Linked DNA regions of Sus scrofa: all the other regions are linked to region 3. Evidence: chromatin contacts called from public Hi-C data. All regions are on one chromosome and are shown on one strand. The core of a region is the stretch at or near the end of the contact, and the rest is flanking DNA. Distances in the headings are between cores, read along the strand shown. Region 1 overlaps OTUD7B (OTU domain-containing protein 7B). Region 2 holds the start of MTMR11 (myotubularin related protein 11). Region 3 holds the start of VPS45 (vacuolar protein sorting 45 homolog).

Evidence for each region. A called contact is a pair of places that touch in the nucleus more often than the background predicts.
Region 1: a contact with region 3 is called in a Hi-C map of omental adipose tissue, with 4 times the contacts expected there. The contact joins the enhancer-like site here to the promoter of VPS45 in region 3. A contact is called at or near these places in 5 of 5 promoter capture datasets (fetal liver, fetal skeletal muscle, liver and 1 more), 32 of 47 Hi-C or Micro-C datasets (adipocytes, adipose tissue, alveolar macrophages and 18 more) and 2 of 2 datasets of contacts at active chromatin or transcription factors (alveolar macrophages and skeletal muscle).
Region 2: a contact with region 3 is called in a Hi-C map of embryonic fibroblasts, with 2.2 times the contacts expected there. The contact joins the promoter of MTMR11 here to the promoter of VPS45 in region 3. A contact is called at or near these places in 2 of 5 promoter capture datasets (fetal skeletal muscle and liver), 12 of 47 Hi-C or Micro-C datasets (adipocytes, blood, embryonic fibroblasts and 6 more) and 2 of 2 datasets of contacts at active chromatin or transcription factors (alveolar macrophages and skeletal muscle).

Annotation. Positions count from the first base shown.
Region 1 is chr4:99,096,017-99,100,813 of Sscrofa11.1, reverse strand. OTUD7B (OTU domain-containing protein 7B) reads right to left here. Exons shown (of 12, transcript XM_001925669.7): 6 at 4,026-4,153. Among named protein-coding and RNA genes, the nearest start is that of MTMR11, 17 kb to the left of the region's middle. Within about 2 kb of position 1,998, at least 11 of the 83 cell types and tissues checked have an H3K27ac peak or open chromatin away from gene starts, as enhancers often do. A contact at or near this core is called in omental adipose tissue, where this site is marked.
Region 2 is chr4:99,112,979-99,117,258 of Sscrofa11.1, reverse strand. MTMR11 (myotubularin related protein 11) reads right to left here and starts at 2,085. Exons shown (of 17, transcript NM_001243446.1): 1 at 1,864-2,085; 2 at 1,445-1,535; 3 at 878-999; 4 at 587-647; 5 at 277-419. The coding sequence starts at 1,929.
Region 3 is chr4:99,007,887-99,012,383 of Sscrofa11.1, reverse strand. It overlaps VPS45 (vacuolar protein sorting 45 homolog), which reads left to right and starts at 1,830. Exons shown (of 15, transcript NM_001244994.1): 1 at 1,830-2,017; 2 at 2,654-2,788. The coding sequence starts at 1,925.

The DNA.
Region 1 (4,797 bases), core at 749-3,248, 88 kb before region 3:
TTTACTGGTTTTACTCCTTCCAGTCATACATTCTTAAGATCCATTTTCTACAATGCTACCAGAAATATTTTTCTAGGAAACAACCCAAATGTCCATTGACAGATGATTGAATTAAGAAGGTGTGGTATATATACACAATGGAATACTACTCAGCCATAAAAAAGAATGAAATAATGCCATTTGCAGCAACATGGATGGAACTAAGTGAAGTAAGTCAGAAAGAGAGAGACAAATACCACATGGTATCACTTATATCTTGAATCTAATATACGGCACAAATGAACCTTTCCACAGAAAAGAATATCATGGACTTAGAGAACAGACTTGTTCTAAGCCAAGGGGGAGGGGGCAAGGAGTGGGATGGATTGGGAACTTGGGGTTAATAGATGCAAACTATTGCCTTTGTTTTTTTTTTTTTTTTTTTTTTTTGTTGTTGTTGTTGTTGTTGTTGCTATCTCTTGGGCCGCTTCCGCGGCATATGGAGGTTCCCAGGCTAGGGGTTGAATCGGAGCTGTAGCCACCGGCCTACGCCAGAGCCACAGCAACGCAGGATCCGAGCCGCGTCTGCGACCTACACCACAGCTCACGGCAACGCCGGATCGGTAACCCACTGAGCAAGGGCAGGGACCGAACCCGCGACCTCATGGTTCCTAGTCGGGTTCGTTAACCACTGCGCCACGACGGGAACTCCCAACTATTGCCTTTGGAATGGATTAGCAATGAGATCCTGCTGTGTAGCACTGGGAACTATGTCTAGCACTTATGATGGAGCATGATAATGTGAGAAAAAAGAATGTATACATGTATGTGTAACTGGGTCACCATGCTGTACATTAGAAAAAAAAATTGTATTGGGGAAATAAATCAAATAAATAAAAGAAAGATTTTTCTAAAATTAAAATTTGATACTGTTTTCTTCCTGTAACAAATCCTTTTAAGAATTGGCATTACCTATTAGATACAGTTCAGACTCCTTAAGCATAGCCTACATTGTCCACTTCCTGGCTCCCCAAACCCACCTCTCTAATATTTATCATTTAATTAGCTGCAGCTCCTTGAATGCATGTTATTTTATATTTCTGAGCTTTTGTCTAGGTTTTTCCTCCTGCCTGGACCAGCAAACTACATATTCACCTGGTGAATAATTTCTCAACTGTCAGGAAAAAAACTAAAGCGTCACTCCTCTATGAAGCCTTTCCTCAGTCTCTGCAGTATATCAACCACACTGTCCTTGCTTTGTGCCCTCCCTCCTCAACCAGCTATACAGACTCCTATCATAGGAGTCATAACCTGTGACTTTGTTGCATTTATGTATTTACATGTCCATCTCCTGCTACTATTCTTAAAAGAGCCAGGACCATGTTTTATACAATATGCCTAGTGCCTACTATGTAATTATAGTTTAAACACAAATGGACAGAGTAGAAAGAATCACACTGGAAACATGAGAGGTATTAGGAACAAATTTAACAGGAACTAGGCTATTGTGAGCACATTTTACTTTAAAAATTTAAACAATGACAAAGTTATTTTCTTTCTTTTTTTTTTTTTTTTGCTTTTTAAGGCCGCACCCACAGTACATGGAGGTTCCCAGGCTCAGGGTCCAATCTCAGCTACAGCTGCTGGCCTACACCACAGCCATAGCAACACAGGATCTGAGCCACCTCTGCAACCTACACCACAGCTCATGGCAACGCCAGATCCTTAACCCACTGAGCAAGGCTGGGGATCAAACCCACAACCTCATAGTTCCTAATTGGATTCATTTCCACTGCACCACAACAGGAACTCTGATGAAGATAGTTTCAGATTGTAAAATGCTCCCACAAAGTTTTCAACTAAATATAAAAAGAACACACAGGTTATATATTAGGTGCTCTGGTCACTCAGATAAATGGTCACTGATACATTTGTGAGGATCTGTCTCACTCTTTCACTCTCCTGATTTTTCTTCCTGTTTTTATACACACGGCCACTAGGTGGTGCACTGTTCTAGGCTGAAAATGTTCTTACTGCGTTTTACCACCATTTCCAACAACAAAACAAGGAGGCAGAGGTTGTTTGGTGTTCTATACTGGCTAAAAAAGTAGCTCCCCAGCCCACCACCCCCACAGGGATATATGCTATGCATGTTCTGAGCTAAAACAATTATCTAGTTTCCATACATAACTTTCATTGTGCTGAGCAAAAGAAGTAAAAAGATTGCTCCTCCATTAGCTACTATTCTTTATGCATGTATTTCCATTTGGGAACTTTGAGAGTTCTGGGTCTCCTGGCTAAATATCATCATAATCTAACCCAACCTTTAAAATAATAACTATAATAGCTTAATCGCTGGAGTTGGGCCCACCTATTCTCTGACTATTGCTGTCACATTTACTTAATAGCTGGCATGATCTGGTTTGGCCTTTTCCTGTGTCTGAAGTGGTCAAATCTAAGGATCAGCTATAGTGTGAATTCAGCAGTTGAAGAGGGAAAGCTCTAGACTGGCTCAAGCTCAGTCAAAAAAAGCTCTCTACACAGTCCAGCTCAGCTCACCAAGAAGCCAGGGGGTTGGTGTCAATAAAGAATGCTATTTACTTGGCCTTGCTGCTGTGCATTTATTTCCCTCAGGAATCTTCTGGGGCAGACTGGCTGATCAAAGACAGGATTCTGATTTAATATCATCCTATTTTAACAACTGAGCTCTTTGTTTCTGAGAAAGAAACAACACATTCTATTTCCATATTTTAAATCTTCAGAACATAAAATTCTAATAACTAAAACAAACAAAAAACTCTTACTTCTATATTATGGCCTGTTATGATGGGGGGGATAAAAGGGAAAGTTTCTTAAGAGATATTCCCATACTAATGCCAGAAACACCCAGCTATATACATGGCAAACAAACAAACAAACAAACAAAAAAAGATATACACAAAGAGCAGGCAACAAACACAAAAGACAGAGAACCAGGGCAAAAGGAAATAGGGAGACTCATTATCTTTATGTAACTGTATAATGTCATTACTAAAGGGAAAGGAATCGGCAAACTTTATTCTATAAAAGGCCAGACAGTAACTCTTTTAGGCTTTGCAGGCCACATACAACTTCTCTATTCTGCTGCTGTAGCAGTAGAAGGAAAGCACTTACATAAATATACACAAATAAATGAATGGGGGAAGGAGAGGCTATTCCAATACATTTTTTTTTTTTTTACAAAAAATATTTGGTTGCAAAGTTCCCACTGTGGTGCAGTGGGTTAAGAATCTGACTGCTGCAGCTTGGGTTGCCGCAGAGGTGTGTGTTTGATCCCCAGGCCGGCACAGTGAGTTAAAGATCTGGCGTTGTCACAGCTGCAGCTCAGTTCGCAGCTGTGGCTGGGATTTAATCCTTGGCCCGGGAACTTCCATTTGCCTTGGGTGCAGCCATTAAAAAAAAAAAAAAAAGGGTTGGTGGGATTTGACCCATAGGCCATATTTTGCCCAGGCCCTGTTATAGGGATAGAAAGTAAAAACAGTCCATTGTCACTTTCTTTTACAAAAGCAGCCTCAACATTTGCTAAACCCCCATTTAAACTCATGCTCTCAAAATTTTTTAACAAACTGAACATATGGAAAAAAAATGGTATATATGGCCAAAACCTGTTTTACACATTTACATTTCTATAGGATTTCTATTGCAATCCTAATAAGTCTTTAAAAATTGGTCTAGTCTAATTACAAGCACAAAAACCAAAACAATACAAAAATCCTATGAGCTTGTCTTGTTTCATTTTGCAAAAGGTTGCCACTAAAGGCTTCCTGGTGGAGAAGCACGATGTTAGGTAGCTCCTCCACACATCTCAGCTTCCCCACACCAGTTCTCATAACTGCATCAGAAAGCATGTCCCCCATGGTGTTATCTGTATTTTCAACAATATCCAGGATTACAAGAGGAGTAATACTGACCTAAGTACCTGAGAAGATGTTTCCTACTAGCAGGCACTGGGCATTTCCCTGAGGTGACTTTGGGGAAACAAGATGCTCCTACCCAAGCCCCCTCACCTCTTTATTCTGCTGAGTTTGCTGCCACCTCCAGCGTCGTTTTAATGCTTCCTTCTCAGCTCCCTTCTCCATCAGTGCATACAAAGCTTTCCTCAGCATCAAGTCCCTATCATGGAAACCCCACATCCCTGTGGCAAGAAAACATAATGGTAAGACACCTTACCTTGACTCAACTCTACTTATTAATTATGACACACAGACTCTGGCATGAAAGAAATCAGGCTGAAGCTCAAGTTCAAAGAAACCCCTACTGTGACTTGGGGGAAAGGTAATCAAGCAAGAAAAGATGTTCCTGCTCTGGAGGTTCAGAAACTTTGAGAGCTTGAAAGTGAGGGATTTATATACATACACATCCCACAAACTCCTGACAGGAAGCCCTTACTCCTGATGCCAAGTCTAACGAACTAAAATACAGAGTCACAGCAAGTAAAATGGGTCTGGCACATAGCAATCAGCATCAAAAGTTGAAGGGTGGGGAGTTCAATTGTGGTAACAAACCCAACTAGTGTCCATGAGGACATGGGTTCAATCCCTGGCCTCGCTCAGTGGGTTAAGGACCCAGCATTGCTGTGAGCCGTGGTATAGGCCACAGATGTGGCTTGGATCCCGCATTGCTGTGGCTATGGTGTAGGTCAGCAACTGCAGCTCCGATTCGACCCCTGGCCTGGGAACTTCCATATGCCATGGGTACAGCCCTAAAAAGAAAAAAAAAAAAATCCTTGAAGGATGGTTGGAGAGTGGGGGCTTTTCTTAATCCTAAGGCAAATAATAT
Region 2 (4,280 bases), core at 836-3,335, 100 kb before region 3:
ACTCTCATTAATACTCTCTCTGGCCATGCCCTCAGCATGCAGAAGTTCCCTGGGCAGGGATCAAACCCATGCCTCAGCTGTAACCAGAGCCATAGAAGTGACAATGCCAGATCCTTAATCCACTAGGCTGCCAGGGAACTTGTCATTATACTAACATTTTAGCCTCTCCTTGAGGAGAGAAGCAGAGAGAATGGTGAGAGGGGCTATTGGGAATTGCCAAGGAAGGATCTCAAGGCTCTAAGGGGAAGTGGGGTCCTTGGGTTGTAGGCCTCTTACCTGAAAGGCCTGAGGCTCTAGTCCTCCAGCCTCAAAACCAATTCTGAGGAGCCGGAAGTCTCGGCCATGAATCAGAATCTCCTCAGGGACAAATTTAAGCAGGGACCCTGGACGGAGGAGCTGGACTCGGGACAGGCCATTCACTGAAGTCAAGAGTTAGAGAGTGGAGTAGCCCTGGATCAGAGTCCCTCTAGGAGGAACTTCCAGTGCATCCCACTCCATCCACTCAGGCTGTCCTCTGAGAACAGAGGAAGGATGAGGAGGGGTCCCAATACCCCAGTGAGCCCCTTCACCAAACCCCCACACTTACCAGCCTCTAATCGTCCAATGTTGGCCAGGGAAAAATCATACTCACTGCTCAGGGGAGTCTCCTAGAGGAAGCACATGACTGATGCTGAAGTGGTCTGGAGTCTCGTTCATATCCTACCTTGGCAGCTCTAGCCTCCCTGGAGAGCGTCCCCATGGACTATCCCTGATACTCTCAGAAGACAGCCCTTAAGCATAACTTATTATCACACTTCCTGTAATGTTTGTCGAAATCTTCTAGACTTCCTTACCCACTTCCTGCAAGTTGTCCTTTCTACTGCCCTAACCATCTCACCTGACTCCGCTGCCATCCACAGGGCTGGAAGGTGACCCTCAAGTTGCTGCAAATCAGGGTTCCTGGCAATTCAGGTTCCAGCCCCTTCCTCACCCCTGGGGCCCATGCTAGGATCTGCTCCCCTGCAGGGCAAGAATGGAAGCGAGGTTATGACTGTTCCCTGCGTTGTCCACACTTGCATACACCCACTCCTCTCAGACTGGAGAATCTAAAGAGGGAAGATTAAGATCCTCCCCTCACCCCATGAGAATGAAAGCTTAGGAGGAGAGAATTTACATTCATTTACTCTAGAGTCTAGATAGTGCCTCACACATAGTAGTCACTCCAATATTTACGGAATAAGTAAATGAGAAAAGGACTAACAGGGTCAAGAAAACAAGACGAGCCATCAAGGTTCAAGCTTGTAGCCGGCCCTGGACAGAGAGGAGAGCAAGCCTCAGGCAGAAGCACTTTGAGCCAGGAGAGGAATGCAGAGGTATCTTGGTGGTGAGATTTGAAACAAGGTTTGAGGAGGACGAAATATGGAGGAGTCTTTGGAGATCAGAAGTATTGGAAGGGCATTATTACCTGGGAGACATCCAGAGGCCAGGCAACTGCCAAGCTGACGACTTCTGGGCTCTGGCATTGCACGCCCCTGGACAGACTTTGGTCCCGAGAGCTGGGAAGAGTGTAGGGTTAATCCCCAGGCCTCTCCAATCCTGGGGTCTAGGGTTACTTCAGCAGCCACCTTTGGCGGCCTACACTCAGTCTCAGGGGAAACTGAGCTCAGGACTGGGGTTGGTAGATAGTAAAGGGAGGGGCTGGTTAATGGATAATGAGACAATGAACTTGAGACTGAAAAATACCAAGCTCCATCAACCGAGGTTGATATGAGACACACCCTCCTCCTCCTCAAGATCCTTTTCCTCCCTCTTTCTCCACATCACCCCTATTTACACCCTCTTGCCAATGCCCCCCTTCCCCAAGTCCAAGTTTCCACTCCTTACCCCCATCTCTGGCTCCTCCTTCTGGGGGGCGATGTTGAAACTCTGGCCCCGGCCCCCCCACCACATTTCTCTGGCTCCATCCGGGGATGGAGCACTCGAGGGGCGAGGATGCTCAAGCCCTTTGGGGAGAGGCTGAATCTGATAGTTGAGAGAAGGGAAGCTGAGAGGGGCAGGGGGAGGATTCAAGGGAAAGGAGCATCTGTGGTGCACGGAGCACGATTTGGGGTCTTTGAAAGGTGTGTCCAGTGCAGCCAGAGAAGGCTCCTCGGAAACTTCGGTGTCGACTCTAAAGAGGGCGGGAGAGATGCCCAGCCCCTTAAAGGGGAATACACACAATTTTGGAAGGGTGGAGAGGAAGTGGAGGAGCCTAAGAAAGGTGCGGAAAAAATGAGGAACTGAGAAAATACCCAGATTCCCTTCTTTACCCTAATCCCAGATCCTATTAGCTTCCTGTTAATGAGCTTGGAGACTGAGGGGAGCAGTAATTCCAGTATTAAACTGAAATCATGTGGGCCACTTCCTGGGACTCACAGTGATGGCTTCCCTGGGAAACTGGTTTTCTTATGCTTTCTTAAAAGGGGGGAGGGGGAGGGGTGGGAGGGAAATAAAAGTAGTTAAGTTCTCCTTACTGCCTCCCCTGACAGACCTAACAAAAGCTGTTGAGAAGAAATAAATGGAAATTGGCCTTCAGGAGATTGTTGCCTAGGGAGGCCCAAGAATTGGGGAGGAAAGTGAGTTAAAGTGTTTTTGTATATCCTCCAGAGAGCATGAAGCATACTTCATAAGGGTACAATGGAAAAGTAGGGAGAGAAATTGAAATATCTGCAGGATGCAGACATAAGTACAGGTATGTTTACTTGCAAGTTTTGGGGGTGGGGATGGGCGGCCCAAGGAAAAGATCTTACCACTTAACCCATCAAACACACACACACACAAACACACACACACACACACACACACACACCCTATTGGAAACTAGAGCCGCTTCAGGTACAAGAGCCCTCCCTTCAGCCCAGACACCAGATCTCCAAATTAAAGATTCATGTAAGGACTTTGAAAGCTGAGGGCTGGAAACTGTTCAGTGCAACAATCCCATCCCTGCAACTCAAGAAGCAAAGATGGGTGGGGAGGGCACTGGAAGGAAAGTAAAGGAACCGTAGCTGACAGTGACTGGGAGTAGGACTGCAAAAATCTACATCTAGATTTGAAAAAGGAAATAAAATACAAAGTAAGAGTTAATGAGCTGCTGTTTTATTGATTTAGAGACCATACAGAGGCAGCAATTCTTAGGTGGGGGCCCAAGATTTCCGAAGTTTCTGAACTCTCTCCTCCTCCCAGCACACACACCCTTCCGGCTTTAAAAGTTCCCTGTCTTGGCTGGAGCTGTGGAAATAGTGAATCTACTGTGTGAAAAGGAGTTGATCTGAAACAGAGAGGCCTACACCTGCTAGAAAGGTGACCCAGAAGCCTGATTCTAGAAGTCCTAAATGCTACCAAGCACCTCCTCCCCCACCTGCATTCCATGGGCCTTTCTTGGAAGAAGAAAATACTTCTCAAGGTCTGTGGCAATAGGAAGAGGTGTGTACCACAAATTAAAATCCATTATTCACTTTCCTTCTCCTACCACCCTTCATTCAAGAGCCTTGTTCTATTCTTCAATACTTGGGGTATAGGAGCAGCAGAGTAATACAGAAAAAAACCATCAAGGGAGGGAGTTCTCTTGTGATGCAGTGGGTTAAGGATCTGGTGTTGTCACTGCAGTAACTCGGGTCACTGCTGTGTGCAGGTTCAATCCCTGGCCTGGGAACTTCCACATGCTGCAAGTGTAGCAAAAAATAAAATAAAATGAAATCAGGGCAATGAGGGAAAAGTCAGAGGCAGAAAAGAAGATGGGTGACTCAGGAGTTCCCGTCGTGGCGCAGTGGTTAGCAAATCCGACTAGGAACCATGAGGTTGCATGTTCGATCCCTGGCCTTGCTCAGTGGGTTAAGGATCCGGCGTTGCCGTGAGCTGTGGTGTAGGTTGCAGATGCGGCTCGGATCCTGCATTGCTGCGGCTCTGGCGTAGGCCAGCGGCTACAGCTTCAATTTGACCCCTAGCCTGGGAACCTCCATATGTTACGAAAGCAGCCCTAGAAAAGGCAAAAAGACAAAAAAAAAAAAAAAAAGAAAGAAAGAAAATGGGTGACTTGGATCAGTACCTCATCAGGGATGCAAGGGGGACAACGGCTGAGGGTTAAGTAACAGGAGGACCACTTCTTATCACCCCACTCACACCCAGTGGAAGTTTAGGGGATGAAAGGAAGGGTGGAGAGGCAAGAGGCTGTATCAGGTTTTTCCATTTTCAGAATCCTGGTATGGTTACAGTTTTCTGCCGGGAGTTAAGGCTGCTGGGAGGGGCAGCCAGAGGAAGGAGGT
Region 3 (4,497 bases), core at 581-3,080:
ACCACAGCTCACGGCAACACCAGATCCTTAACCCGATGAGCAAGGCCAGGGATTGAACCCACAACCTCATGGTTCCTAGTCGGATTCGTTAACCACTGAGCCACGATGGGAACTCCACACATTTGCATTTTAATATAATTTTCCTTCCAAAAATGTATCTCAAAAATAGAAGGAAAAAAAAAAGCCCAAAGGGAAGTCTTATTTAGGTGTTAGAAAAATTGAAAAGGAAAGAAAATAAGCACATTTTCACAATTTCAGAGGTGACAAAAATCTATGGTATTTCAAATGATTTTCCATCACTCTTAAAGTATTTGAAAATTGTATACAAAGTTTTATAAAGTACTCACATTTGCTTTTTTTAACAGCCAGATTCATGTTACTGTGTTCTGTGCCTAGTTTTAATTGTATATACTTCATATGCTATAATGAAAGAATATTGATTTGGTGGAGTTCTTTTGTGGTGCAGCAGGTTAAGGATCTAGCTGTGGCCCGGTTGTATACCTGGCCCAGAAACTTTAATATGCCCGGGGCACAGCCAAAAATAAATAAAAGTCAGTAAATAAATTTATTCACCAATGATTTTTTTTAAAGAATATTGATTTGTTAATGTTGAACCTATTAATTAAAACTATGACCCCCCAACAAATACTGGTCACTTTGTGTGTGTGCGTGTGCTTTTATGATAAAGACAAAACTCCTTATATTTACTGGCAACTATAGTCTGATTCCTTGCAATTGTTTCTTGTTCCTGATTTTATAATTCCCCAAGGAAATGGTGAGGAACATTAACTTTTACCCTCCTTTTCGAGAAATAGTATGATGAGAAAACCTGAGGGGTATAAACACAAATGCAAACATTCGGAAGTTGATGGCTTTAAGATTCATCTTGTTGCTACGTTTTTGTCGTTTCTTAAATCAAAATCTTGAGTTTTTTCTTAAAATCCCCACGCTAGTTTACTTTAGCCACACCAAATACATGCCCCCTACCCATTTTTGACCCTGTTAACTCCGCTCCTGCCCGCAGTTTCAGCGTCGCAGGTCCACAGCACCCCGCGCGAGCTGAAAACCCCGGAGTCCAATCGTCCAAGGGGCCGAAAACTGGGTGGCTTTGGGCTCCGGGGGATCCACGGCCTGCGAATTCCGGCCACAGACCTCAGCTCCGGGCCCTTCTGGGCGAACCGAGGCGGCTCCCAGAACATCCCTAAAGGGCGTTCCCTTTGTTCATTTCCTCAACAACATCAACTCAATTTCCGATGCCCCTCAGCCTTTGGAAAACCGGTTCAGGTCTCACTTATCAGGGCTGTGTCCTCACCTTGTTAAGGACCCAAAGAAGTCGGGAAATGTTAACCTCGGCCACTATTTGGCAAACGCGGCGTGCGATTTACCAAATGCCTTCCCTCCGAGTCCCGAGCATCCGCCTGGAGCCTAAGGCCACCTCCCTTCTTTCCATCCTTCACTGCCACCCAAGAAAGCGTTAATGGCAAATAGCGACCTCGGCCACGTTCTGCTATTCTTGCCTCCGAGCCAGCCCTATGCCAAGTTCCTCTACACCGCGAGGCGCCACCCTCTCCCCAAGCAGGCAGGAGGGGCGTCAGGCCACCGCCGGGGCACCCCGGGCCCAGGGCCGGGAGAGGCCTGAGAGCCCGGGCTTTAAACACCTCCGGGCGGGAGGTGTGTCGAGAATCACGTCCGGGCCGGGCGGCTCAGGGTGTCTCAGGCAAATTCTTCCATCCAGCGAGGAGGCTGGGTCCTTGGGACCGCGTAGCGGAACTACAACTCCCAGGACCTCTGCTGCCCGGACTTCCGGAAGCCAAAGCCGGACTGGGAGGAAGCCGCAGAGACCCGGCCAAGAGGCGGGGGGTTAATCTAGCAAGAAAAAAGGGGGGCGGGAAGGGCTATAGGGCTAACCTGTCAATTCGCCACCATGAACGTAGTTTTTGCTGTGAAGCAGTACATTTCCAAAATGATAGAGGACAGCGGACCGGGTATGAAAGTACTTCTCATGGATAAGGAGACGGTGAGTTTGCTTTTGCTCAGTATTTGTGAAAGAAGCCTCCCTCCTTTTTAATAGCTGGTCCCATTCCACTGTAGGATTTAGTATTTAATTAAAGATTTGTAAGTCAGGGTCAGTTCAGTGTGGAACTGAAAGGTTGCATAAACCTTGCTTAGAAGGTTTTCGGTCTGAATGGCTCTAACCACTGCCAGAGATTCTTCTTATACTCAGAACAATTTATTGGAATCAGAAATCCTTTCCTAAATGCCTCTGCCAAGAAATAATATATGAGAGAGAGCACTTGGAAGACTTTGGAATGATCCTGTTATTTCCACTCACTGTTGTGTTTTTAGAGGAAAGCTGTTAGTACTCAAACTTAGATGACAGGTTATTATTTGTTGGTCACAGATTTTTTTAAACTCTTTAGGGTGATGGGAAATTTTTTATTTGGAAATTTATGGGTCGTCCGTGTTCAGAGAGAGCACTTCATTTTGGTACATTACTTATGATTTTAGATGCTCTGTAAATGTTATTACATATGTTAGTATTTAAGTTATCCAAGTAAGTATTAAATGAAAAAAAAATTTAAGTCTTAGGTATTGCTGCTTGTTTTTATTATCCTGGACTAGCAAAATATTAGTTAATTCTTTTTCTTTACAGACTGGCATCGTGAGTATGGTATACACACAATCGGAAATTCTCCAGAAGGAAGTGTACCTTTTTGAACGCATTGATTCTCAAAATCGAGAGATCATGAAACACCTCAAGGCAATTTGTTTTCTTCGACCTACGAAGGTACTACATAAACTGAGCTGCCATCTGGCTAGGCAAATACCAGCACACTATCATCTGAAAGTATTATGAAGGCAAAATAAATTTGTATTATCATCATTTGTGGCATCATAATTATCCTGGTTTATCAGAATTATAACCATGACTCTCTCCTTTCCACATTCCTTACAGCCAGATGTCTTTTAGGTTCTCAGCTACTTCCAAAGTCACTAACTACCTTAACAGAGACCCAGATCACTTTATTTCTGGATTAACCACCATACATATGCCACTAAACAAAAATGCTGTTGAATCTTACATACTTAGTGGCTGCAGTCTTTATCATTTTATTCACATCTATACTCAGGAAGCTCTAATGGCTCAATTTTACTTCCATGATTAAATCTATATTTAGTATCTTCCTTTAGCTGGTCTGTTCTGCCCTTATGTATCCAACTTCCTGTATCTTACCTCTGCTCTCCTCCACTGCAGCCAGGTAGGCCTTTTATCATCCTTCTACATGTTCATTCCTGTCCTCTATTTATTTTCATCCCCTAATTAAAAGTTCTTTAGCCATCAGTCAGTTTTCGTCCATCATCTTCTAAATCTCACTTGAGTCCTCCTTTTAAAATGTTTTACTGTTTCAGTCTTATTTTGTATATTCTCTTGCTTTATATTCATTTTCTTCAACTCCAGTGTATTCTTTTACCATGCTTGTACATTATGCACTTTCCAAAATACAAATCTAACAATGTCACCACACTTGAAATCCTCAAATGATTTCTCATTGCTTTTATGATAAAGACAAAACTCCTTAAGTGTGGCCTGCAAGGCCTAGTGTGGTATAGTTCCTACCATTTCTACAGCGTCATTTCAAATCATTCCCCCTTTTGCTCTTAGCCACACACTAATCCTTCAGTGTACTATATTCCATCATGCCACAGCGTCTCTGCACTTGCTTTTCTCTTTGCCTGGAACTTCTTCACTTCCTCAAGCAATCTTTCCTGGTGTTGCTGACCAGGTCAAACCCTCCTCTTATAAGCACTTACAGCTCCATCTTCCCCTCCCTGTCACTTGTTATGATTGAAGTCTCATATGCTTTGTATGATTAATTAATACGTCTCACCTACCAGCAGTAAGCTCCAGGAGGGCAGAGATGGTGTTCATTTTTTCACACTGTTATGTCCCCACTGCCTGCCACATAGTGGATACTCAGTAAATAGTTCTTGGAGTTCCCGTCATGGCATAGCAGAAACGAATCCAACTAGGAACCATGAAGTTGTGGGTTCAACCCCTGGCCTTGCTCAGTGGGTTAAGGATCTGGTGTTGCCGTGAGCTGTGGTTGCAGATGAGCCTCGGGTCTGGCGTTGCTGTGGCATAGGCCCACAGCTACAGCTCAGGTTCGACCCCTAGCCTTGGAATTTCCCTATGCTGAGGGTGCAGCCCTAAAAAAGAAAAAAATACATAACTTTTTTTTTTTTGTCTTTTTAAGGGCCGCACCCGTGGCATATGGAGGTCCCCAGGCCAGGGGTCCAATCGGAGCTACAGCTTACAGCTGCCAGCCTACACCAGTGCCAGATCTGGGCCACACAGACCTATACCATAACTTATGGCAACGCCGGATCCTTAACCCACTGAGCGGGGCCAGGGATTGAACCCACAACCTCATGTTTCCTAGTCGTATTCGTTTCTGCTGCGCCACAACGGGAACTCCAAAAAAAAAATTGTTCTCG